Regions from separate parts of the Sus scrofa genome. Here regions 2 and 3 are each linked to region 1. Evidence: chromatin contacts called from public HiChIP or PLAC-seq data. All regions are on one chromosome and are shown on one strand. Each heading gives the region's core, a stretch centred on a gene start, on an enhancer-like site or on the middle of the called end of the contact. The rest is flanking DNA. Distances are from core to core; before and after follow the strand shown.

Region 1 (4,257 bases), core at 662-3,161:
GGGACCAACATCAAATAAAGGAGTTCAAGCTTTCGGCCCCCCAAGAAGGTTAAACATCCAGATGCACCACGAAGGTGGTGGGTTTTTCTAGCCCCAGAGAGGACCATCTCTGTGACTGGAGGCAACTCAAATTCCTGACATGTCCAACTAATGCAGCCCCACAACCTGCCCAGACAGATATTGACCTGACACCCTATGCTACGCCTGGGCAAAGGGAACACAACTTTAGTGGCAGTCTCCTGCTTGGAGTGACAGGCTATCAAGCTCCCAAGGAAAAACGGAGGGAGGAGAACCTTCAAGAGCACCTGCTCAGGGACTGACATTAGAAGCCCCGACACATTCAGTGGGTAAGAGATGGGCAAGAAGGAAAAGTCAGCAGGTAGTCTGAACCACCAACAATAAAAGGGACAAATAGCTGCCAGCCCCAGGGCCATCAGGCTGGCAATCTATTTCAAAACTCAAACAGGAAAAAAAAAAAAAAAAAATGTTCTGGAGCCAGTACAGAGGAAAAAGGTTGAAGACCACAGGCATTCTCTGGGGCATAGCTTCTGGAGACTTCTTTTAGCTCTTGGGATGGGGTACAGGGTGGAGGGTGGGAGTGAGGGCAGAGACAGGCTGGGGTATCATGACTTAAATGTATACAGTACATCCAGAGTGTAAAGCCACAAAGCCCTGCTTCCTGGAAGGGGAAAAGGGTTGGATAAGGCCTCCAGCTACCCCTGGCACAGGTCCAATTCAGCGGCCAGTCTCTCCTCAAGGGTTCCTGGAAGTCAACAGACCCATAAAGGGGAAGTACTAGAGCTGAGATTAGAAGAATGGTCTACAAATTGGACATGATCCTTGATGCAACGCCCCAGTAAATTCTCCCACACAGACATACCTGCTATTTACCGCTGACATTCAGTCTCTTACTTCAATCGCGGGCTGAACACCCCCGCCCCCAAACCATGACTCTCTCAACTGCAGGTCAAAGGAAAGCAAAGTTGTATTTGGAACTAATGCTTCTCCCAGAAGCAGAGGCAAAGAACTGGGAGGGAAGGGAGACGGGTGTCAGGAATGCAGGGGACAGGGCTAACTGGAAGGAAATCAGAGAATGAAGCAAAAACAGGGCCTCTGGGGGCAACCTGGGTAGGAGGGGCGTAGGTTGACTGGGATTGCAGACACCGGCTGAAAAAGCCTAATACCGCGAAGAAGACGACGGGGAGCTTAACACCAGGTAAGGAAAGGATAAGGATGGGAAAAGAGAGCAGACTGAGAGAGCAAGGATGGGACGACAAAGGCAGGATAACGAGGGGTCAGAGATGATCTCCGAGGACACCCTGGGTAGAGAGGGCGACTGATTTGGGTACCAGGTAAGGGATGAAGGAAGAGCCTGGAGGCAAGGGTGGGGAGTGGGAGAGGACCTCCAACCTGAGACCCAGCTCTCAGAACACAGAAGTGGGAGGAGACGGAGTAAGAGGCCCAAAGAGGGGACACAGAGTGCGGGGTGCGGGGGGGAGGACTGGGGGGAGGCCCGCGGTTCAGGCTTAAACAGGGATGGGCGTCCAAAGCCTGGGGGCACCGGGTCAGCAGAGCGGGGCGCCTGCAGAGCAACTAACGACCGTGGACCGGCGGGGGGCCGGAGGCAACAGGAAGCAGCTGTAGCTGGGTCCAAGGACCCCTGCGGCTCCCCTACCCCACAGCCCGCCGGGCCTTGCGCTCCAGCCCCGTTGCCCGCCTCAGCTCAGGCCTGCTGCTTCCCTCCGCTGCTTGCCTATCCACTTCCCCGGATCCAGACTGACCTGACTTGGCTGCCCCCCGCGCCACCGCCACCGTCCGGCAGGCTCCGCAGGGTCCTCCGGCCCCTGCCAAAACTTTTCCCATTAATCCCAGCTCCGCGGCGGCCGTGGCGTCACACGCTGCGCGGTCCAGCCCCGCCCCCGCCAGTCGACGTCATCGCGCAGCTCGTCCCCTCCCCTTTCCCCACGCCCCCTTCCGTCCGGACCGCGGCCAATTACCGAGCTTCTGGAGACTCCCCTGAATCACCACTCCGCCCACCGCACGCTGCCCTGGGTCCGCTTAGAGCGCCCTCTGGTGCGAGCCAGTGGCGCGGCTGCTGGGGGAGGAGCCGGGGAGGAAGCTCCAAGGCTAGTAAAACAGGTGTGGCAAATATCACAAAAGGGAATTTAAAGCTGGAAGGGAATTTAGAGATTATCTCGTACCATCTCCTCATCCTTCCAGTGAAGAAACAATCCCAGAGAAGCTACGTGACTTGCAGTGAGAAGCAATGCTGAGGCTAGAACCTGGATATCCAAATTGGGTATCCAGATTCTCCTGGAGGAAACTGTGCTGCCTATAATTTTCACAAAAGGGCTTCGCTCCCTCATGAGGCTTCTGCAACTAGAAATGTATGGTTCTGGACTTCTTACCTGTCTTCCTATTTATTTAATATGCTTGCTCGCCTAAATGGGGAACATCCTCCATACTGTTGTAGAAAATTATGTCCTCGATTTGGCGGGGTGGGGTGGCAGGTACAGCATGCGAAGTTCCCAGGCTGTGGATCAAATCGGAGATGCCGGGATCGAATTCACATCCTCCTGGATACTAGTCGTGTTCGTTTCCACTTAGCCACAAGGGAGACTCGCTATTCTTGCTTCTTAACGATGGTCTTTTGTTTTGGTTTGGTTTTGGGGAAGGGTTTTTTTGGTTGCACCTGCAGCATGCAACCCGGCCAGGGATGGAACCCAATCCACAGCAAGTGACCCAGGCTGCTGCAGTGACAACACCGGATCCCTAACCCACCGCTCCGCAAAGGAATGCCTGCTTCTTTTTTTTCTTCTCTACTTTTTGAAATGAATGTACACTACTTTTGTCATTCAGATGTTAACCTCCTTGCCTTTGATATTGAAGTAATGGTTTGTAGAAGCCAAAGCCTTCCCTAAGATTTCTGCAAATTTCTGGCAGCTTTCAATTCTAAATCTCTCTGTCTCCGGGGCTCCAGCTTCTGCCAGGCTGTTGCAGTCACACGGTTCAGAAATGTCCAAATGAAACTTAGCCCTTCCCGAGAACTGCCCACACCTCTTCCCACACAAAACATTCATGGGTAGAGAGTTTAGGATGCCCCCAGCCCTGGGGCATAGTCATATGATGCACTGCAAAGTTTATTTTTATTTGTTTGTTTTTTGTTTTTTAGGGCCACACCTGCGGCATATGGAAGTTCTTAGGTGAGGGGTCAAATCAGAGCTACAGCTGCTGGCCTGCGCCACAGCAATGCTGGATCCTTAACCCACTGAACAAGGCCAGGGATTGAACCTGCATCCTCTTGGATCCTAGTCGGGCTTGTTAACCGCTGAGCCATGAAGGGAACTCCTGCAAACAGTTTAAACTCACACTCCTGACATTCTTTTAAAGTTCTTTCTGTACCCTCCTTTGAGGTTTTATGACTGGCTCTTTACCCCTTAGGGCCTGGCCTTTTCCCAAATTATTACCTCTTCTCCCTGCCCCATCCTTCTCTCCTCTATCCCATCCTCTCTGGAGAAAAAAAACCCAAATTCTTCCAGCTTCCCATTCAGGAAGAGGCATTCTAACCATTTATCTTTTTTTTTTTTTTTTTTTCCTCTTTGGCTGCCCTGAGGCATATGGAGTTCCCAGGTCAGGGATTAGATCCAAGCCACAGCTGCAACCTACATGCAGCTATGACAACACTGGATTTTTTTTTTTTTTTTTTTTTTTTTAGGGCTGTACCCATGGCTAATGGAAATTCCCAGGCAAGGAGTCGAATCGGAGCTGGCAACACCAGATCCTTAACCCACTGAGCAAGGCCAGGGATCAAACCTGTGTCCTTGTGGATAGTAGTCAGGTTACTGCTGAGCCATGATGGGAACTCCAACACTGGATCCTTTTAACCCACTGTGCTGGGCTGGATATTGAACCTGCATCCTGGCACTGCAGAGATGCCACCAATCCTTTTGTACCACAGAGAGAACTCCCTAACCATATATGTTCATCTATCTTCATCGCTAGGGTTCCTGTCAACACTCATGCCCTGAAGATCTCACTTTCTTCCTCTAAAGTCTTATTTCCCCTAATAAAGACAGTTACTTCCCTTCAAGAAATTCTAGGAGCACCATTAAATGCATTAATGCATTTTTTTTTTTTTTTGGTCTTTTTGCTATTTCTTGGGCCGCTCCCGAGGCATATGGAGGTTCCCAGGCTAGGGGTCCAATCGGAGCCGTGGCCACCGGCCTACACCAGAGCCACAGCAACGCAGGATCCGAG
Region 2 (4,257 bases), core at 967-3,466, 110 kb before region 1:
AAGACAAGAATCCATGGGATGCTTATTAGGACCTGGCCCCTGAAGACCCACCTCCAACAGGGCTGTGAACCAACCACAGAAGCAGCCTCTATCCAGTACTCTACCTCTTCTATTAAGTGTATCTCTACCTTCAGGACTTTTTACTGGCTCCAATCACATGAAACCCAATAGCAGAAGCCCAGGGTGACACAATCCAGGGTGCAATGGTAAATGGTCACTCCAGTTAAGACTGCCTGGCTTCAAATCCTGCCTTCCTAACTTTCTAGCTACAAACAAGAAGGGAGTGTCTCAATCTGTAAAACGCTCAAATCACAGAACAAAGATTAACCTGTCACCTTGCTTAAGAACCACTCCCTGGCCTGCTTCCCTTAAAAATAAAAATTAAGCAGAGCTTCCTTGCCTGCCCGCTTGCATCTTACAAGTGTCCTATCTTAATAAATCCATTTCTTGCGTTAAAAAAAAAAAATTAAAAAAGGGGGGGGGAGTTCCCGTTGTGGTGCAGTGGTTAATGAATCCGACTAGGAACCATGAGGTTTCGGGTTCGGTCCCTGCCCTCGCTCAGTGGGTCAAGGATCCAGCATTGCTGTGAGCTGTGGTGTAGGCTGCAGAGGCAGCTCGGATCCCGCATTGCTGTGGCTGTGGTGTAGGCCGGCGGCTACAGCTCTGATTAGACCCCTAGCCTGGGAACCTCTATGTGCTGTGGGAAGCAGCCCTACTAAAGGCAAAAAGACAAAAAAAAAAAAAAAAAATTCAGGGCTGTGGCAGGGGGTCAAGAAGCAAAATGCAGCGGCTCAAATTAAATCCCCGGCCCAGAAACTTCCATATACCATCGGTGTGACCATCAAAATGAACAGTAAACTGCCAAAAACAAGATAAGAAAAAATCACATTAGCCAACCACAGCACATCCTTTCTGTCACTGTATCTTTATGACTTTACTCCAGCACTTTGAAATCTAAGTGGCAGAAAGACCACTCATAACAAACCGCTCCCACGAGAACTGCCCCCACCCCAACACTTATACAAAAAATCACACGAGGAACCGCTCACCCAGCTTCTTGACCAGTTTCTTATTCTTGTTGAGTTTCTTCAGTGCCTCGATGTCCATGTGCGGGATATCCACAGCCTTGGCCTCATCACAATGCTGCTGGTCTCCCAGGACACACACGGAGAACTTGGGGCGGGGAGTAGACTTAAGCCTGCGTTAGGGGGACAGAACAGGTCATGCGCAGCCCGGGGTCCCACGTGCAGGTGAAGGGGTCTGGGACCGCCACAGCACTGAGCCTTACCCAGAGCGTCCACATTCACCAGCAGCTAGTCTGGCTTCTCAAACTAGCCGGCGGGTTCGGCCAAAGCCTCCCCACGCCTCCCCTCTTCTTTTAAGACCCAGGGTGGGGGTCCGTCCAGCCACGCCTGCCCGGAGCAGGGGGTCTGAACTACCCACGCACTTCAGGGCCGCACGTGCCCCGCCGCCTCGGGCTCAACAGGAGCCTGAAGGGAGGAGCCGGGCACGGGGACACTGAGGGCTGGGTGGGGTCAGAACGGTGCCAACCTGACGGTGCCCGAGAAGCGTTTGTCCTTCTGTGGGTCATAGTTCTTCAGGCTGATCTGAAGCTCCACCGTCTCCAAAAACCTTAGAGAGCGAACAAAGTTAGCCGGGGGCCGCGGCTCCCCGGCCCAGCCCAGCCCGCCCTGCCCGCGGAGGCCCGCGCTTACTTCCGGCGCTTGCGCTGGTTCCCGTGCAGGACCTCCCGCACCGCCTCGTACAGGGTGTCGCGAGAGACTTTGCTGCTGCAAGAGATAAACAAGACGAGCGCTCAGGACCCGAGAGCCATGACCACTGCCTCCGGGGGTCAGAAGCCTCATGTTTAGAGACGCGAGGAAGGTCCACGACCGACTCCTGGGGACTCCGGCCACCAAAGGGGGGCGATGTGGACCCAAGAAGCAGATGCAAACCTCGCCGAAGTGGCACCCGACTTAGGCGACCAAGCTTGGCGCGCTAAGTCGAACGCCAGGCCTGAAGGCCGAAACCTGACAACAAACGCCCTTCAGCGAAGCAAGGAGCAAGGACCTCCGATTTCGCTGTGTCTCCCTTCCCACAGGGTCACCCGGCAGAGCGGATGAGTGCGGATAGCATGGAGTAACTCTCACCTCATGGTGCCTGGCGCAGCGATAACCGGAAAAGAAAGTGACTAGCTCGCGCATGCGCTCAAATAGGACCTTGTTCTCGCGAGAGATGCTTTGTTCCCGCGGCTTCCCACCGGAGCCCTCCCTCAATCTCCCGGAGCGCCGCTGTCTGCGGCCGCACGAGGGCGCCGCTGCTGCGTGTTGCAAGGCTAGGTCTGCGAGAGGACAATCATGAGCCGCGGTGGTCCAGGGCGCACCTGAGAATGCTCCCTTTCACAGCAGCTGCTGCCAGGCCCTTAGGAAAGAGGCTAGGTCCGGGGCTGGAAGTACAGCAGTCACACTGCCGGGCACCGCACCCTGATGGCCGCTAAGAAGATGCAGCTCCTCCTGCATGTTTATCACACAAACGTGCGCCTGGTTCCACCTGCCCTCCGCATCTGCTTCTCTTCTCAAAAACAGGCTTTACTCCTGACCTCTCTCCTTCATCATCTTGCTCTAACGGGGCTCACGGTTCTGAGGAAGTTGTGAGAAAGAGTTCTGTTCCTGGACCCTCTGAGCCTGCCATGGAAAGAGCGGGAAAGGTTTTGTAATGAAATTTTTTACCTGATAGTTGATTCAATGATATCTATAGGTTAAGCGTTTACTATGAACAGCTAAGTGCTGTGGGAAAATATAGCTTAGCTTAGTACAGACATGCCCACAGTACTGTACACCCTTTCTGCCTCTTCTCTGTCCAACAGGCCCCCCATCCTCTCCGTTCACAGTAACCTCAAGAGCCCTTCAGATGCCTCCTCACATGCCATCTGCCCCGAAGACTTCCCAACTCCAGGCTGAGTGACTCGCACCCTCAAGCCCCCCTTTCCCAGGGCGGGATGCACAGCCCCACCTACTCAACCAACAGCTCTGACAGGGCTGGGATGGGTGGTACCACACATGATCCGGCCCACAGAAGGTGAATGAACTTCAAACTCAACCGCCTTCCCTTCATAGAGCATTTCACCAGGGAAAAAAGGTGCCCCCTGTCACTGGGCGTGGGGGCTCGGGGGGGGGTGTATGTTGATTGTCAACAAATGTCCAGAGATGATAGGAAAGCAGGCACTGCTTCGAATAACACATAATTGAACTTCCTGCTTTTTATTAAATACCACTGATAAATTACTTTTCAAGTCAGAAACAAGAACACAGAGGATCATAACATACACTTGGGCACAAGAGATTTGTGCTGAGCACATAGGTCCCCCAGGGCTCCTGGAGCATCATCCATCCACTTTGGGTCTGCTTTGACCCTACTGAGACCTAAGGCCTTTGCCCCCCCCCCTTCTTTTTTGGCCATGCCTGCAGCATGCAGAAGTTCCTGAGTCAGGGACTGAACCTGCGCCACAGTTACAGCCTGTGCTACAGCTGCAGCAGCACTGGATCCTTAACCCCATGCGCCACAAGGGAACTTCCCTATTGAGGCCTGTCTTAAAAGTTTCTGTCCCACAGCCTGAGGTAGAAGTGATGGGGAGGGAGCCCAGGGTCGGCAGCCCTTGGTAATACAGCTCAGCCAGCCCCAGCCCCATCCTGTTGGCTGGGAGACCCAGGCAGCCGCTCTGCAGCCGGGAACAGGGAGGCAGCTGATCCCTGGGCTGGCCAGGCAAGGGGTCAGGATGAGGTGCTGAGGGCAGAAGTGTCCTTCAGGAGCCCCAGGAGGGTGGTCTCTGGTGGACCGTCAGGGAGCCAGATGCCTCAGGGCGGCCAGCAGGGACTTCCTCAGGAAAGTGGTGTTGAGCTCTAGGGCTGTGGCCAGGCCTAGCCTCTGGGGCTCAGTGATCTGGAGAGAAGGAAGAATCGCATCAGGACTCCAGCAGCCGATCCCTTCCCTCCCCTCTGCCCCTGGGCTCTTTTTCTAGAAGAGAGGAATCCAGGACGCGGGGCAGCAGGAGATGACCCCTGAGCAATCTAACCTCCTTATCCCACCATGGTTAAGCAAGGTCTTTGGATTCAGGGAGACCTGGGCTCAGATTCTAACTGCACAGCGTGCTGTGTCAGCCACACTAACAACTGACAATTATTAGGTGCCTACCATGTGGCAGCACTTTATATGCACGACTTCATATAATCTTCACACACACCCCATTTTACAGATGAG
Region 3 (4,257 bases), core at 806-3,305, 67 kb before region 1:
TTTTTGTCTTTTTGAGGCCATACTCATGGCATATGGAGATTCCCAGGCTAGGGGTCTAATCAGAGCTATAGCCACTGGCCTACGCCAGAGCCACAGCAATGCGGGATCCGAGCTGTGTCTGCGACCTACACCGCAGCTCAGGGCAATGCTGGATCCTTAACTGACTGAGTGAGGCCAAGGACTGAACCCAAGTTCTCATGGATGCTAGTAGGGTTCGTTAACCCCTGAGCCATGATGGGAACTCCCAGAGATGCATATTTTGAGCATGGGGCCCTCAGAAGCTCTAGAACTAGCAAGGGGGATGCTGGGGAACCCTCTAGAACATAGGTTCCAGGAGGCTGGGCTCACAGTGCTGGGCACATGGGACCCTAACTCATGGTGTGACTGAGTCCCTCTGGTTGGGAGGGGGGCAGCGAGGCAGGAAGACCGTCTCTGGTGTCAAAGGCCTGCGCCTGAGCTCCATCGTGGCAGCTTGTTGGCTGTGTGACTTCAGGCAGGCTACCTCACTTTTTTCATGAGAGAGATGGGGTTAATACTTAAATCTTACTAGGCTGTCGGAATTAAACACAACTACTCCCCTGGGGAGCATTCAGAAATCCTAGTAACCAGCAGGGTCTGCAGCTGGCTTCTCTCAGAGGAGAAGTGAGAAGAGTTCAGTCAACCCTGAGGTCTGGGGAGGGGCTAACCCAGTGGCGCTGCAAATCAGGAAAAGCTTGGCAAGGCCAGTGGCCGACCTGCGTGCCCACGGTGTCGGGCACTGCTCTGAGGGCACTCCCTTCTGTCTCTGGGCTCCCGGAACCTGGCCCCGTGATGCCCGTGCCAGCTGCCCATGCGCCACCCGGCCGGCTCACCGTTGTGAGACATGCCCAGCGCCAGGCATTTCTGGAAGCGGCAGTACTGGCACTTGTTGCGGTTCTTCTTCTGGATCTTGCAGATCCGCTCACACTTCTCGTACTCCAGCTTCATGCGGATTGTCCGGCGGAAGAAGCCCTGTGGGACAGCGGATGAGGGAGGGTGAGAAAAGCCACGAAGAAGGGAGAAAGATGGTTCCTGCGCTGCCCGTGGGGCCGTGCTGGGGGCTCGACTGTGCATCAGGATGGAGCAATTCCTCAACTTGGAAGTGATGGGGGGAAGTACTTTGGGAAGGGAGAGGGAGAAGGAAAGTGAACAACTCTAAACCTTCTGAAATAATTAAAATATGATGCCATATTGATTTCAAGTGCGTTTTTGTTGGTTTGGTAACATAAAATTATATTGTGGCTAAGCTGGTTTATTCATAAATGTGGTTCTGCATCTTTCCTGGAGAGTCATTTAATAAAATAAGACGTGAAATTTTGATGGGGGTGCAGTAAGGAGGAAGAACCTACAAGCACCACTGGAAAAAGAAATACAACGTTTCCTTTTTTATCGGAGCGCCCCCTGGGGCCTTAAGGCACAGGAAACCCTGACCACAGGGCTCAAGCCCAAGACCCTCATCCTGTCCTGCCTGTCTTCTCGTGTCCAGTCCCCAGGGGGCGCCAGCAGCCCAGAGAGCCCACGTGAGAGGCTGGGTCAGCACCACGAATGGCGGGCAGGACCCAGAGCTAAGCCTGGAAGGCGCGCAAGGGCCTGGCTGCCTCCCAAGTAGGAATTCCGCCATGGGTACAGTCAGGGCCTCGCCCCGCAGCAGGGAAAGCCTTTCTGGCAGGTCTATTCAGCACGTGACCACAGCCCCGCCAGGCAGCCACCCCTCCACTGCCCGTACCTTGCACCCCTCGCAAGCGTGGACTCCGTAGTGGAAGCCTGATGCCTTGTCCCCGCACACCCGGCACTCCATGCTGAGGCCACCGCACGAGGCCCCGTCGCAGCCCATCTGCAGCTGGTCCAGCAGCGCGGGTGGAGAGCAGCTCTGGGAGAGATCTGCAGACACAGCAGGGGCAGCGGGTCACAGTCGGCCAGGCCGGGGGGGGGGGGGGGGGAGGTGGCTGGAGCCCCCAGGGCCACACAGACCTCAGGAAGAGCCGGCCTTGCCAAATCACAGCCTTGGCTCAGTCACCTAAGATCTACGTGGCCTTTCCGAGAATCAGCCTCTTTATCTAGAACACGGGCTTAATGACAGGAGGTGAGCAGTGGCCACAGCTTTGCCCCAGCCCTGACGCCCAGCAGGTGTTCCCGAAATGCCTCACTAGATAGTGTATCTGTGTAGTCAGAGCCTCCCCGCCTGCACCCACCCTCAGCGGGAGGGTGGGGGGTGGCTGTGTTTGGGGAGGGGGAGCAGAGGGAAGAAGCCTGAAGATTCTCTTTGGATCGTCCTCAGGAGGCGGCTCTCCTGGCTGAAGAGGCTCCACTGTGTGGGCTACAGGGGACCATGCATGGTGTGTTTTGTGGAGGCCACAGAGTGCAGGCCTTGGCAGGGCCCACCCCTCCTTCCCCAGAAACTGGATTCCCAGGAGTGACAGCAGGAAAGCCTCCAGCAGGACCCCTCCAGGCCGTGGGGAGGGGAGCACAGCAGCTGCTCCCCTCTTGGGCAGGGGAGGGCGACAAGAGTCCCTGGCCTGTCCCAGAGCCTTAGCCCCCAAACTTGGGTCATTCCAATGGTGTGACGGTGCCCCCCTTTCTGCTCCTTCCACCTCCTGGGCACGTGCTGTGGGGAGCCAGAAGCCTGGGAGCACAAAGCCTTCGTACTGGCTCAGTGTTGGGTGCCCCCCACCAAAAGGTAAGGGCCACAGGGCGGAACCCTGTCCACCAGGGCGCTGCTGCTGGGTACAGAGCAGCCACCCAGCGACTCCTCAAGCTGCCTGGGTGATGGGACCTCAGCACCAAGTGGTGGAGGGCCCGCCGCTCCTGGAAGCGGTGTCACAGGAGCGACAGAGCTCCCGCTACCAGACGCTGGGAGAGCGACCTAACACATCAAAACCTCTGCAGAGAGCTGAGCAGGTGCTAGGTAGGGGGTAGGGAGGGTTTCCGGCACCTCCTCCCTGATGTGTGCAGTCTGTGTGCATGTTCGCCTTCTGGCACTTCTTGAAAGCAGTGTTGTTTTTGTGGTTTGCACGTCTGCCTCCTCTGCTAGACTCTATGCACATTTCCTCTGGATCTCAATCCTCCATCGAGCCATGTCCATAGTGACCAGTCACTTCCTGGTGGCCCTTCCTTGTCACCCTCGGGGCCCTGAGGCCTGGCATATGTCTGGTCACCAGGTTGCTGTTGGCCCTGCCCCCCTCTTTCATTCAGTGGACACCTGATGGGCACCTGCTGCATGCAGGGCAGCAGTCAGACCCTGCCCTCAACTGGCCCAAGAAGGAAAGAGGTGGGGGGAAAGCAGAACACAAGGCGGCGAGGGGCAGGGCTGGCCGGGGGCAGGCGGTGCAGGGCGGGATTGCGAGGGAGCCATCACTGGGTGTGAGGCTGTCAGGCAAGGTGACTGCTCCCCTCCCTGGCTCAAAGGTCAGGGCTTTAGGTGACTCCCAGGCTGGCTTCCAGGTCCTCAGAAGCAGCAGGAAGAGGGGTGAGAATGTGACACGGGAGCTGTGGTTCTGCAGTTCCCAAGCTGTGTCCCACAAAGGCAGCGATCATGCCTCTTCTTCTGGCTGTTTGTTCCCCTTCCCGCAGCTTCACAGAAACCCAAGCCTGGGGTGGGGTCCTTTGCTCATGAGGCCTGGAGAGCCCCAAACAAGACCTGGGCTGCACTGGCCCCTGCTCAGGGGTGTCAGGACCACCGGGAAGCCTGGGAGAAGCCAAGGTACCCAAGCCCCATGGACTACCGAGGTGGTCAGAGCTCTGGATTGTAAGGAGAGACCAAGAGGGGTGCCCCAGAGGGGCCCTGGTCAGGGGGCTGCAAAGTGGACTGGGGGAAACAGGCCCAGGGCTGTTAGGGGCACCGGGGGAGGGGGGTGATTGGAAAACAGGTACAGGCTGGCAAACCTGACAGCAGTCAGGAAGGTCTGGCAGCTCAGAGTAATGGGACAAGGACACACCCTTTTTTGTTTTTTTAGGGCCACATCTGTGGCATGTGGAAGTTCCCAGTCTAGGGGTCCAATCGGAGCTACAGCTGCCGGCCTACACCACAGCCACAGCAATGAGGGATCAGAGCTGCATGTGTGACTGCAGCTCATGGTAACATCGGATCCTTAACCCATGGATCAAGGCTAGGGATCAAACCTGCAACCTCATGGTTCCTAGTTGGGTTCGTTAACTGCTAAGCCACAATGGGAACTCCTGCCTATCTGAGGGGAACAGGAGAAGAACACAAGTAACTGACACTTGAGGCAGGAAGAGGCA

What was found. HiChIP or PLAC-seq counts read pairs in DNA pulled down with a chosen protein or histone mark.
Region 2: a contact with region 1 is called in an H3K27ac HiChIP or PLAC-seq map of alveolar macrophages. The contact joins the promoter of RPL10A here to the promoter of PPARD in region 1. A contact is called at or near these places in 2 of 5 promoter capture datasets (fetal skeletal muscle and skeletal muscle), 9 of 47 Hi-C or Micro-C datasets (alveolar macrophages, blood, embryonic fibroblasts and 5 more) and 2 of 2 datasets of contacts at active chromatin or transcription factors (alveolar macrophages and skeletal muscle).
Region 3: an H3K27ac HiChIP or PLAC-seq map of skeletal muscle shows a contact between it and region 1. The contact joins the enhancer-like site here to the promoter of PPARD in region 1. A contact is called at or near these places in 5 of 5 promoter capture datasets (fetal liver, fetal skeletal muscle, liver and 1 more), 28 of 47 Hi-C or Micro-C datasets (adipose tissue, alveolar macrophages, blood and 13 more) and 2 of 2 datasets of contacts at active chromatin or transcription factors (alveolar macrophages and skeletal muscle).

What each region holds. Positions count from the first base shown.
Region 1 is chr7:31,220,196-31,224,452 of Sscrofa11.1, reverse strand. PPARD (peroxisome proliferator activated receptor delta) reads right to left here and starts at 1,911. Exons shown (of 8, transcript NM_214152.2): 1 at 1,782-1,911.
Region 2 is chr7:31,325,722-31,329,978 of Sscrofa11.1, reverse strand. RPL10A (ribosomal protein L10a) reads right to left here and starts at 2,216. Exons shown (of 6, transcript NM_001097477.2): 1 at 2,151-2,216; 2 at 1,716-1,790; 3 at 1,552-1,632; 4 at 1,050-1,198. The coding sequence starts at 2,155.
Region 3 is chr7:31,287,344-31,291,600 of Sscrofa11.1, reverse strand. PPARD (peroxisome proliferator activated receptor delta) reads right to left here. Exons shown (of 8, transcript NM_214152.2): 4 at 1,745-1,899; 5 at 852-990. Among named protein-coding and RNA genes, the nearest start is that of RPL10A, 38 kb to the left of the region's middle. Within about 2 kb of position 2,055, at least 36 of the 83 cell types and tissues checked have an H3K27ac peak or open chromatin away from gene starts, as enhancers often do. A contact at or near this core is called in adipose tissue, alveolar macrophages, fetal liver and 6 more, where this site is marked.